Regions from separate parts of the Mus musculus genome. Here region 2 is linked to region 1. A link is a contact called in public HiChIP or PLAC-seq data. All regions are on one chromosome and are shown on one strand. Each heading gives the region's core, a stretch centred on a gene start, on an enhancer-like site or on the middle of the called end of the contact. The rest is flanking DNA. Distances are from core to core; before and after follow the strand shown. Region 1 overlaps Eps8 (epidermal growth factor receptor pathway substrate 8). Region 2 has its middle 5.8 kb from the start of Gm38915.

The links. HiChIP or PLAC-seq counts read pairs in DNA pulled down with a chosen protein or histone mark.
Region 2: a contact with region 1 is called in an H3K4me3 HiChIP or PLAC-seq map of bone marrow-derived macrophages, with 3 times the contacts expected there. The contact joins two enhancer-like sites. A contact is called at or near these places in 1 of 484 Hi-C or Micro-C datasets (nephron progenitors), 2 of 115 datasets of contacts at active chromatin or transcription factors (bone marrow-derived macrophages and embryonic stem cells) and 2 of 9 other capture datasets (embryonic stem cells and liver).

The regions. Positions count from the first base shown.
Region 1 is chr6:137,580,918-137,586,194 of GRCm38.p6, forward strand. All of the region lies in intron 2 of Eps8 (epidermal growth factor receptor pathway substrate 8), which reads right to left. Among named protein-coding and RNA genes, the nearest start is that of Eps8, 66 kb to the right of the region's middle. Within about 2 kb of position 1,569, at least 103 of the 459 cell types and tissues checked have an H3K27ac peak or open chromatin away from gene starts, as enhancers often do. A contact at or near this core is called in bone marrow-derived macrophages, where this site is marked.
Region 2 is chr6:137,694,556-137,700,116 of GRCm38.p6, forward strand. No RefSeq gene overlaps it. Among named protein-coding and RNA genes, the nearest start is that of Gm38915, 5.8 kb to the right of the region's middle. Within about 2 kb of position 2,491, at least 71 of the 459 cell types and tissues checked have an H3K27ac peak or open chromatin away from gene starts, as enhancers often do. A contact at or near this core is called in bone marrow-derived macrophages, where this site is marked.

The DNA.
Region 1 (5,277 bases), core at 319-2,818:
CAAGCAGCATGTCCACAGCAGACACCATAAACAGTAACTGCAACATCAGTCTAACAAAACCATGCTTAGATGTAAGGCAGGGCTAAAGAGGTCGTCCAGTGCTAAGAGAGCTTTCTTCTCTTCCAGGAGACCCAAGTTCAGCTCAGCATCCATACCCGGCAGCTCATAATCACTCTAGCTGGCTCTTTAGGCCTCCAGAGGCATGCCTACACATGTGACATGTGTGCGTGTGGACACACGCACACACACACACACACACACACACACACATAAAGATAATCTTCAAATAAGGAAAGGTGAAGAAATTTCCTCTTAGCACTGTGACAAGTGCCTGCAGTCACCACACTTTTAAGACTAAGGCAAGAAGATGCCCAGAAATGTGAGGTCATCCGAGAGACTACCTGGTAAGACTCTGGCTCTCAAGGAGGAGGAGAGGAAGGAGAGAGAGGAGGAGGAGGAGGAAGAACAAGAAGAGGATACAGCAGAAGTGGCTTCAACACAGTAGCTACTGAGAAGCTGGTAGTAAAACCTAAGTGGGCAGTCAAGCTGGCCCCAGGAAGCCAGCTGCCTTCTCTCCTACAGTTCGGAAAGCTCTGGAGGGAGTTGGTATCTGGCTATCTCCCAAACGAAATGAAAGGACGATAGAAGCCAGAAAGCTTGGAATGTCTTTTGTAGGAAGTCCATGTTGAAGAACCAAGCCAAAGCAGAAAAGTTGATAAATAAGGACAACAGAAACAGGGACCACCAGTGATGGACTCACATGTAGAGGAATCTGGAGTTCTCTCCTCTTCTTTGAGGAGAGCAGAGTCAGTCCCTGTGGTTGTCAGACAGAAAGCCTTATAAACAGATCCCTGGATGAGGCAATACAAACTCCACAGAGCTCAGACATGTGCCTAAGTTCCCGGAGAAAATTCTGAGTAAAGTCCCACAGTGCTGACACCAGCCAGATGGCTTACAAGAATGGTCTAGAAGCCAGGTGTGGTGTGGTACATGCCTATAATCCCATTACACGGGAGGCAGAGGTAGGAAGATCAAGAGTTCGTGGCCACCTTTGGCTGCATAGTAAGTTTGAGGCCAAGCAGTGCTATGTGAGAATCTGTCTCAAAAAGCAAAACAAATCAGAAACAAAAAGTATTAAAAAAGGGAAGGGTTTTTGGCAAAACCCTAGATTCCCCTCAGATCTCAGCAAATGTTGAAAATACACAAATACACACAACATAATGTTTTCTTGACACACACATCACAGACATAGAAAGTTATCCTCATAGCAGGATGGAAACAAGAAGCAGATTTCCAAGGGACAATATCACTTCTCAGCCTTCCGCTGTGACCAAGTGTGATGTGATGGCGGTTTCTACCCTTTTGTAAATCTAGCTGGTCACAAGCTCTCCCCTGTCCCCCCTGCCTCCTGAGAAACGGTCCTCTGTGCTGTCACGTGGTCAGCCTAGATGCAGAAATGACTGTGCCTTCCGTGAATGATGCGGAAGTGAAGGTGAGAGGGTGGATACTGTGTAACGCAGTGTGGAGAACTGCAACACCCCTCTGTGCACGCTGAGTCACAAGCGGGAGGTGATGTGTCACATCCACAAGTGGACTAAAATGAATGTTGTCATATGTGACAGACTTACGGGTGAGACAACAATGGCCGTAATTCAGCAAGTGAGATTTTTTCCTGCGTTCAAAGTTCATGATCTCCCTTAAATCACCATCGCACCCAACAAATGCTTTTCATTTCTTCAGTTCACTCTGAGTCACCCTTCACCAACCACGCCCATACTGCTCACATCCCCCATGCTGCCGACAGCTTCTGGGATCACTTAATATCTGACTGAAGACAGATCTAGGATTCTCCGCAGCTTAGCTTGTGTCTCGGGGGAAGACCTGGTCGGGCATCTTTTCCTTTGGGCACATGGAATGCACATCTCTCCTAACATCAGCATTTCATTTTATTTTCACCTCTTACATCCCCCGATATTACATCATATTTTAACATTTGTTTTAAGGTTGTAGATGTGAACTTTAAAACAAGTTACTCATGGTTACAGCTTACATACAGTAAAGCAAAAAAATGTCAGTGTTGACTCATTAAAATAAAGGACGGGCAAGTGAGTTTCCTGTCTCAAATGCCATCGTCAGCTTTGATTTACTTCTTCCATAATGGTCCTCCAAAGTACAAGGCTTGTCGGCAGTAGGAATAACCATTCTCTACCAGTTCTGAGGGGCGAGGAACCATGGGACGTGGAGAAGCTTCTGCTAGCTCCCACTGAAAGGAAACAATCGGGAACTTAGGAGCATTGAGGTAGCTAATTCTACTAAATCCCCACTTTTGCCCTCTGCCCCCCTGCTCCTTTGTGATAGAAATTTAACCTGTTGTCCAACATGTGATCAACTGGTAGTAAGAAAACACAGGTGCCCTAAGCCAGGAGAATCATGCCAACTACAAAACTAGACAGACAATTCATTGCCATGGTAACAAGCTCAGAAACAGACACAGAAGCCAGCTCACGGGTGCCATTTTGAAACCAGGGGGTGACTTGCGTGTGTGTTTGTGTGTGGAATTCACCCAGTGTCCTGGGCCAAACTACTGACGACCCAGGAGGTGAAGTTGAAGAAGCCATAGGAGTAGCCCTTTAGCAATCTCAGGTCCTGGTGTACGGAAAGAGGGTTCTTTTCTAGAAAGACTTGGAGAATATCATACAAACACAGAGATTCTTGGGAACGCCCTGCTGAGTGACACACTGATCCAATAAACTTGAAGGGTCTGAAGGTCCACACGACAACTCACACTGGGAGGAGCACTCAGAGAAGAACACAGAACTTCTTACAAAACGTAAAGCCCAAGGACACTGGTTCTGCTGTTTGCATTTCTATCTCCTGAGTTTATTCTGAATGCAAATAATGTTTTATGTCTGAGATTCCAGAAGGCCATCACGTCTGCTGCAGAAGTGATGTATGCAGAAATGCTATACATATGGGATATTTTGATATCAGGCTTTTGAAGGAAATTTCAAGTAAATAAAAATGGGCACAAAATGTTCAGTTAAGAAAAACAAACAAACAAACAAACAAGGGCTAGAATGGAAGAAAATATGCACAAATCTTATTTCCTTCAGCATGTCCTCCAAAGTGGCACACACCCGATTTGTGAAAAATTCCCAGCTGGACTCTTCTTATTCTATTTGAGAGAGGCTTTGCTAGAGATTAATTTCAGGTATATTTACTTTGGTTGTGTGCACATAGGAAGACACACAGGTAAGGCACAGATGTGGAGGTCAGATTACAACCTGCTGGCCCCTTGAGAGACTTCACACTCCTCTATCATTTCTGAGGTATAATTTTGCTGGACACTAATTTCCAGCTTGGTTTTTCTGACACTATAGGACACTGATTGATCTTCAGAGCTTCTTAAAACACCAGGAATGATATTCTCACTCTGTCCTTCTAAAGCGACGTAATCTCCTATCCCTTTGGCTCCTTTTAAGATCTTCTCTTTGTTTTGGGGATTCCTATGGCTTGAGGAATATACACTATCTGTGGGTGCTAGGGAGTGTACCCCATTCTTTGATGGTTGTCATTAATTTTGGAAAATTCTCAACTACTTCTCCCTTCTTTTGATTTTGTTTCTTTTGATTTCTTCCTTTTCTTACGGTATTTTCATTATGAATAGAGTACGCCCCGCCTGGCTGTCTTGAAGTTTTAGATATTCTGCTCAATGCTTTTTCATTCTTTGCTTCTCGGTTTGGAAAGTTTCCATTTCCTTCTTCAAGTCCAAGGGTTCTTTCCTCATCCCTCGGCTGCTATTTCTGGAGGCAAAGGAGTCAAAGGCTCAGAGTATTTCTGATACAGCAGTTTTTGTTACTTCTAACGCGGCTTTAATTATATCCTACAGAGTTGGATAATTTTGGCACATCCTGCTTTCATTTCTAGTTGGTTTAATGTATTTTTAGTGTGCATTTGTGTGTGTGTGTGTGTGTGTGTGTGTATAGAAGGGGAGTGTATGCTCATGGGTGTGTTCATGTATTGGAAGACCAGAGATCAACATCAGGTGTCTTTCTTGATCACACTCCGCCTTATTTTTTGAGACAAGGTCTCTCTCTAACCCTGGACCTCATCTTCGCAGCTATGCTGGCTAGCCAGGGCTCTCTAATAAGTCCCTATCCCCACCTCCCTATTGCTGGGACTGCAGACCTACACTGTCGCACTCAGTTTTTATTTGAATGCTGGGGGATCTGATCCTGGGGCTTTGTGTTCATATGCCATGAGTACCGACTAAGCCACCTCCAGCTCATGTTTACTTATTTCTCCAGAATTTCTCCTTACCCTAAAAACTATTAGAGTGTGTTGCTTATTCCTAGGACTTTGGAGGCTTGCCTGTCGTCTTTGCCCTGTTGATTTATAGTCAGTTCCTTGCTACTCAATGACTACATTCTCTGTGATCCCAACCCATATGATGGATAGAGGCATTTACTTAAAGCTCCACTTCATATGACTAACTCCCCAGGTTTGTGCAACTCCACCCCCTTCTTGTATAATTGTTTCCAAATTACTCCAGGGCCAGGACCAACGGAGCATGCCTGCAATCTTAGCACATTCAAGACAGAGGCGGGAGACTCAGTATAAGGTCAAGACCAGCACAGTCTCCATAGTGAGTTCTAGGTCATTAGAAGCTATAGAGTGAGATCCTGTCTCAAGTCTGGGGGTCGGGGAGGAGGAGGAAGAAGAAGATGAAGAGAAGAGAAGACAAGACAAGACTTATAGTACATTTTCAAAGGCCTAGATCTGAAAGTAGCTCCCTATGGCTATGGTTATGAGATCTCTCTCTCTCTCTCTCTCTCTCTCTCTCTCTCTCTCTCTCTCTCTCTCTCTCCTCTCCCCCCTCCCCTTCCCTCTCCCTCCCTCCCACTTTTTTCCTATCCACATCTTCCTTCCTATCCTCTTGTCTTTTACAGGCCTAGCTCACTTTTCATTCTTTCCATTAAAATCCCAAGGACACTTCTACTGCTCAGAGAGCACTTGCCAGGAGCCTGAGTCCCACCATGCACATATATCCTTGCAATATACACTAAGTATCTATCTGTATTGAACCTTCACACTACGGTCTGAAGGAATTTAAATTTCCAGCATCTATACACCAGGCCCTATTCATTATTGAATAATAGTTCATTTAAGATAACTTTCCATTTTCTGATTTTATCAGAACTATATAAAATACAGCATCAATTTTGTTTGGTTCCCAAAGTAAGAGCCAATCTACCTATGATAAAAATGACCTGTTCA
Region 2 (5,561 bases), core at 1,241-3,740, 110 kb after region 1:
AAAGGCCGTATGACTTCCTATGACTTCCTCCTTAGGACTGCTTCTTGTGATTTCCTTGTTTTGACCATGGGCTCTGCTCTGCTCCTGTAACCCGTCTATTTGTCCTCATTTGGAAGCCACATATCCCTGAGCTATAAAAACCTTCTCTTCCTCACATCCAGTGCTGAGCTCTACAGCCTTGCTTTAGAGTAGGGGCAGCCCATGCACATGAATAAAAAGGCTTGTAATATCAGTTGCTTGCTTGAATTAATTTGGCCGTGATGCTTTGGGTCAGTGGTCTTTCTCCGTCCACCTTCGGGATTCCCACTTACATCCACTGCATCGCTGAGAAAAGTCTTGAATGCTGATCTTCCCGCCTCCGAGTCCTAAGTGCTGTTGGCAATTTTAATTTATATTTCACTGAAGGTTAAGGATTTTGAACATTTTTCTATACGTTTCTTGGCCACTTGTGCTTTATCTTTTGATCATTTTTCACTTCACTCACCTATTTGTTAATTGGGTTATTTGAGGGGACCATTTTGTTGTTTAATGTGGGGGGTTCTTTATATAGTCTAGAGATAAATGTCCTATCGGACAGCAGATGTTGATTCACACACACCTACGTTCCTGTAGGCCGTCTCCTCGAGCTGGGCACTGTTTCATTTGCTGCTCTGTAGCTCTGACCTTCATACAGCTCACTCGTCAGTCCTTGATGTTCTTTCTTGCATGGCCAGGATCCTCTGCAGAAAGGCCTTGACTGTGCCTGGATTTTGAAGCATTTTCCCTACAGGCAAAATTAAATTGTCAAGTCCAGCTAGTCTATGAAACTATGGTAATCCAACAGTCTTACGGACCTTGTAGGACCGTGGCATCTGGGCTGTCTTCTATGTTCCTATCTCGGGTCACCTCTAAATTTGCTTGTTAAGTTGAAGCAAAATTGAAGTCATACTTCGTGCAACAGGATAGGAATCTATTAGCATGTTATATTTTACTAGGTCTCAGGCATGTGGAAGTGAAAGGGCAGGAGGACTAATACGAACAAAGACATCAAAGAGAAACTAAGGGCGTCTCCCAGACACACTGGTTTAAGTAGTTGGATATTTTATTTGTTTGGGTTTGGGTTTTTGTTGTTGTTTGTTCTTATTTTTGTTTTTGAGACAGGGACTCATACCTCAGACTGACCTCGAACTTGTTCTATAGTTGGATGAACTTGAACTCTTAATCTGCCTTCTTCTACCTTCTGAGTTCAGGAGACAAAGGCCACCTGGCCCTGTGATTCGTAGAGTCGTTTTGTTTCCCAGCATCTTACTCAATACAAGTAAACCCACTGGACCCGCATTATCTTCACACTCAAAGATAAACATTAGGAGATGAGGAATAAAATAATTATACAGTGAATGAGTGGGCAACAGCTTTGCACAAAGGCAATTTGTCACAGAGGTGATGCTTATGGTGATGGCAGTGGTAGCAGTGGTGATGGTGGTGGTGGTCGTTGTTGTTATTGGTGTTGGTGATGGCGGTGATGGTGGTGATGATGGTGGTGGTGATGGTGGAGGGGGTGGTGATGATGATGGTGGTGATATTGTTGTTGTTATTGGTGGTGGTGATGATGGTGGTGGTATTGTAGGATATAACATAACTCCTCACTCATCATCTGCACAAGATAAACAAGAAGTCCCGAGTAACCAACTAGCAGGACAACAGATGTCTAATGTGTGTCAGGGTATGCACCAGGTGAAATCTAACCTCTTAGCTAACCTACCTTTCCTTTGCAGACTCTGATGGATTCGGGAACTCTCCTTGTTGGTCCACAGGTTCTATCAATTGCATGTTCTTCCCTGGTATCCTGAAGAATGGAGCATGGTGGGCTTTTCTATGTTAAGCATCCAGACTCTCTTCTCACTACCCTGAAGCTGCCACAACTGCCAACTTCATCTTTTCTCCCAGTTTCTCTTCCTGCTGCGACTGCTCTTCCTCACACTATGCCCCTGTGCTCCGCTCTCTGCTGAGTGGATTTGAGGGGCACTGTGCCATTGGTGGTCTGTCCCCCATGAGTGGATTTGAGCCACAGTCTGGGCCCTGCATTGCATCAACCCAATAGTGTGACAACTATTTGACAGACACACAGACAGGGAGGGAGCTGGGGTATTACAGTGTTCAGGAGGGAAGAAGGAAGTGTGTTTTCAATAAAGTAGAATTTGCCTGGAGCCTTGCAAAAGGGTAGAGGAAGTAGATTTTGAAAGGCGGAGAAGTTTTATAAAGTAAAGCTTTGTGGGTTTGAATAGAGATGTCAGCTATGGAATTACAAAATGTGTTTGCCAGTCACACAATAGAGCTATTTAGCAGGTGATAAGGATTCCTGCCAAGGACCAGTGACATGTTTTGTCTTGCAGCTAAATATTTCTTTACATTCTATAACAGGAAGGGGAGAAGTGACATCTACAATAGCCTTTTGTGAAGCTGGAACACTTCCTCTTTCTCCCCTGTTGAAGGCGTTGAGCGAGGATTATCTTCAGCATATGCTGAGAGAACTCGTGGCTCTCTGCGCAGCTTTTCACACAGTAGGAGACACTCGTTTCAGTAGAGGAACCAGCTTAAGGAGGTTTTATCTCAGCCATTCAGGATTCTCTTGGTAGGCTAGTGCCTGGGCTCTGGAAGCCAGCAGAATCATCATTGGTCGATACAGCCTTAGTGAGAAATTAAACAAAAAGTATGTCCTTAACTTTGGAAAGCTTAGTCCCAGGTGAGCTGGTGGTAATAACTGAGAGGCAGAGCCTCCTGGAAGGCTTCAAGTGCAGGGAATAGTGTGGTCAGCATTGTTTCCTTTCTGCTCTTTCACTTTATGTCCACTAGGTGATGTTCCATCATGATGTGCCACACCACCTTATGCTCCAAACAACAAAGTCAATGGTTCAAGGACTGCAACCACCAAAACTGTGAGCCAAGACAAAACCCTTCATAAGTTGATCATCTCAGGCACTCATCCTAGTAGCAGAAAGGCAACTAACCCTAAACTCCTTCATTCAGACATAGTTTCAGCAAGACATACACATTGGCAAGTCCAGGCTGAATTTCTGAGCTGAATTTTGGCAACCTTGTGCCATCGGCTTCTCTGGGTAGTGTACAACCTTCAGCGAAAATGCAAGAAGCTCTCCAGTTCGATAGACTAGACATGGATGCGAAAATACCTTCATCCTCCTTTCTCTCCAGCCTGAGATGAGACCAGTTATAGCTTCCAAAGACAATGAGGCCATTTGCTGATGCAATGGCATCTAAGCCTGGCTTCCCTCCATCCCCCATGCCTATATTTTCCCTCTTTTTCCTTGAGATTGTATTACTTTTAGCCTTGAGTGTTTAAAAAAAGATTGGGGCCATTTATTTAATGTCAGAATCAATACTGATCCCAGGGCTATGTACAGGATGGATTCCTGGTAGCAGTGCTTGCTGATGCTTTCAAGGGCTCAGGGAGCGTTTACAAGCATGGTTCTTCCTTCAGTTATAAAGGAGATACATTCAAGATGAACTAAACAGCCTAAGAGAAGCTCAGTTCCCTATTCTGAGCTCACAAGATGAACTTGTGTTTACTAGATAAAGAATTTATAGCTGGGAGAAGTAGACTTCTACTCTTAAGAATATCTAACCAGCTTTCAACCCACTTGTAATAGCTTGTAAAAGAAATTGCTATTAAAAATGCTGCAAAATGGTAAGGTCATAAATGAATGAATTACAACATTCAATTACTGGCTTTTTCGACTAATAATATTGCCCCATATGATATAACACCAGCTATAAATAGCCATTTAAAATGCTTTCTCTTGTCACACATAGTGAAATGTGGCTTTGCAAATGGGTCACTCAATAGAATGGAGCTATGTGTAAACCATGATTTTCCCCTCACAGCTCTATTGTAGAAGTTAAAAGAAATTGTTGATCCCAGAGTGCCTCAGAACAGATATACTTCAAAGACAAGAGGAAATATTTTATACTTTGTGACATTCTTGAGATAATGGGAAATTAATATTCTCTACCCTTGCCTTTGTGTTTATTTGTAACTATATGTTAGGATAGCTTCACTTTTTTAGTGTATAAAGGCTGGGGGAAAATCATTACTAAGGTTTTCCTTAAACTGACAAACAAAAAAAACTAGAAAATTAGAACTGGTATGAACATCTTGTCTGTGGTATTGGCCATCCCTCATGTGTCATTATTTTCCATATATTTCAAGCAAACAGTGTAATATCCATGCTTTTGGACTATGACGATCAGAATAGCTCACAGTGAATAGCAGTCCAGTGTGTTCGTCCTCTAGTAGTAAACAGCCTTCATTTGTCACCCCTTACTGTCTTGGAAACAGAGTATGATCAAAGTTAAAGCAAACCCGTGTTGGAGATATTATCCAAGCCTGAATGTTTCCACAGCACTCAGTTTCTCTGGGTCAATCCACCAACCCAACACTATCTGGGGTCGCTCTAGCGTGCTCTTCCCAGTCTGCTCTCTCTTCTTTGAAATCTCAGTCTGGCATAATAATAATCCACTGGATAAGGGCACTCGATGCCAAGTTTGACAACCTGAGTTTGATTCCTGCACCCCCATTGCTGGAAAGACAGAATTGACTCCCACGGGAACAGGCATGGACTAAACTAATGTGACAAAAAGACATGTTGTGGATTCTCATATCTCTCAGATAACCAAATTTGATGCTGCCTCATCACATATTCTGTTATGTCTGTCTAACTTGTAAGCGCCTTGTTTCCCTAGCAACTCTGAAGCCTCAGAATAGAGAGTGAAGTTTTCCTCATTTTACTTCCAGATAATTGGGGTAGAACGAAACAGAACTCGATTTAATTCAGTAAATTTAAGTCTCCTTCCTTCTAACATCCAGACTAGGAAAATTCCCAAGGTCTTCTGCTACCACAGACATAACTACAGACCATACAGTTGTTCACCATGGTTGATTGCCCCCTACCACAGTCTACCATTGAACCTCAGCTACAGAATGAGACGTATAATTAAAATGTGTCACTGGAGACCTAATTAACATTCACTTTCCTCAAGAGTCCTATTAGCAGACTGCAAATTAAAAGTGTTTGAAAAGTATAATTGGCATAATGATGAGAGAACACAGAATAACCACATCACCCCACCGAATACATAGAGAGGGAGCTGTTAAAAATGGAGAGGATGTAGCAGCGCCTCACATGAACAGGCTGTGCCGAATCCCCACATGGATGGCCCTTATCAGACTTCACACGGTTAGGCGTTTCCAGATCTTCACGTGGATAGGTTATACCAAATCCCCACATGAGAGAAACCTCATAAGCCAGTCACAGAAGCATAGACATTGTGTGGCTTTGTTCATGAAGGGTTTCCAGGTCAACTTAGAGCAGCAAACGCTATGCTATGGTTGTGAGAGCCAGAGGCAGTGGGAAATGCGAAGCTGTTGCTTTAATGATATAAAATTCCATAAGCTGTTGCTTAATGATAGAAAATTTTGAGACGTGTACATTTTACAGATCTGCTCTACAAAGTAACACAATGGTTCCTTTCACTTAACACTGTTAAATGAGTTTCTATGCTAGTAC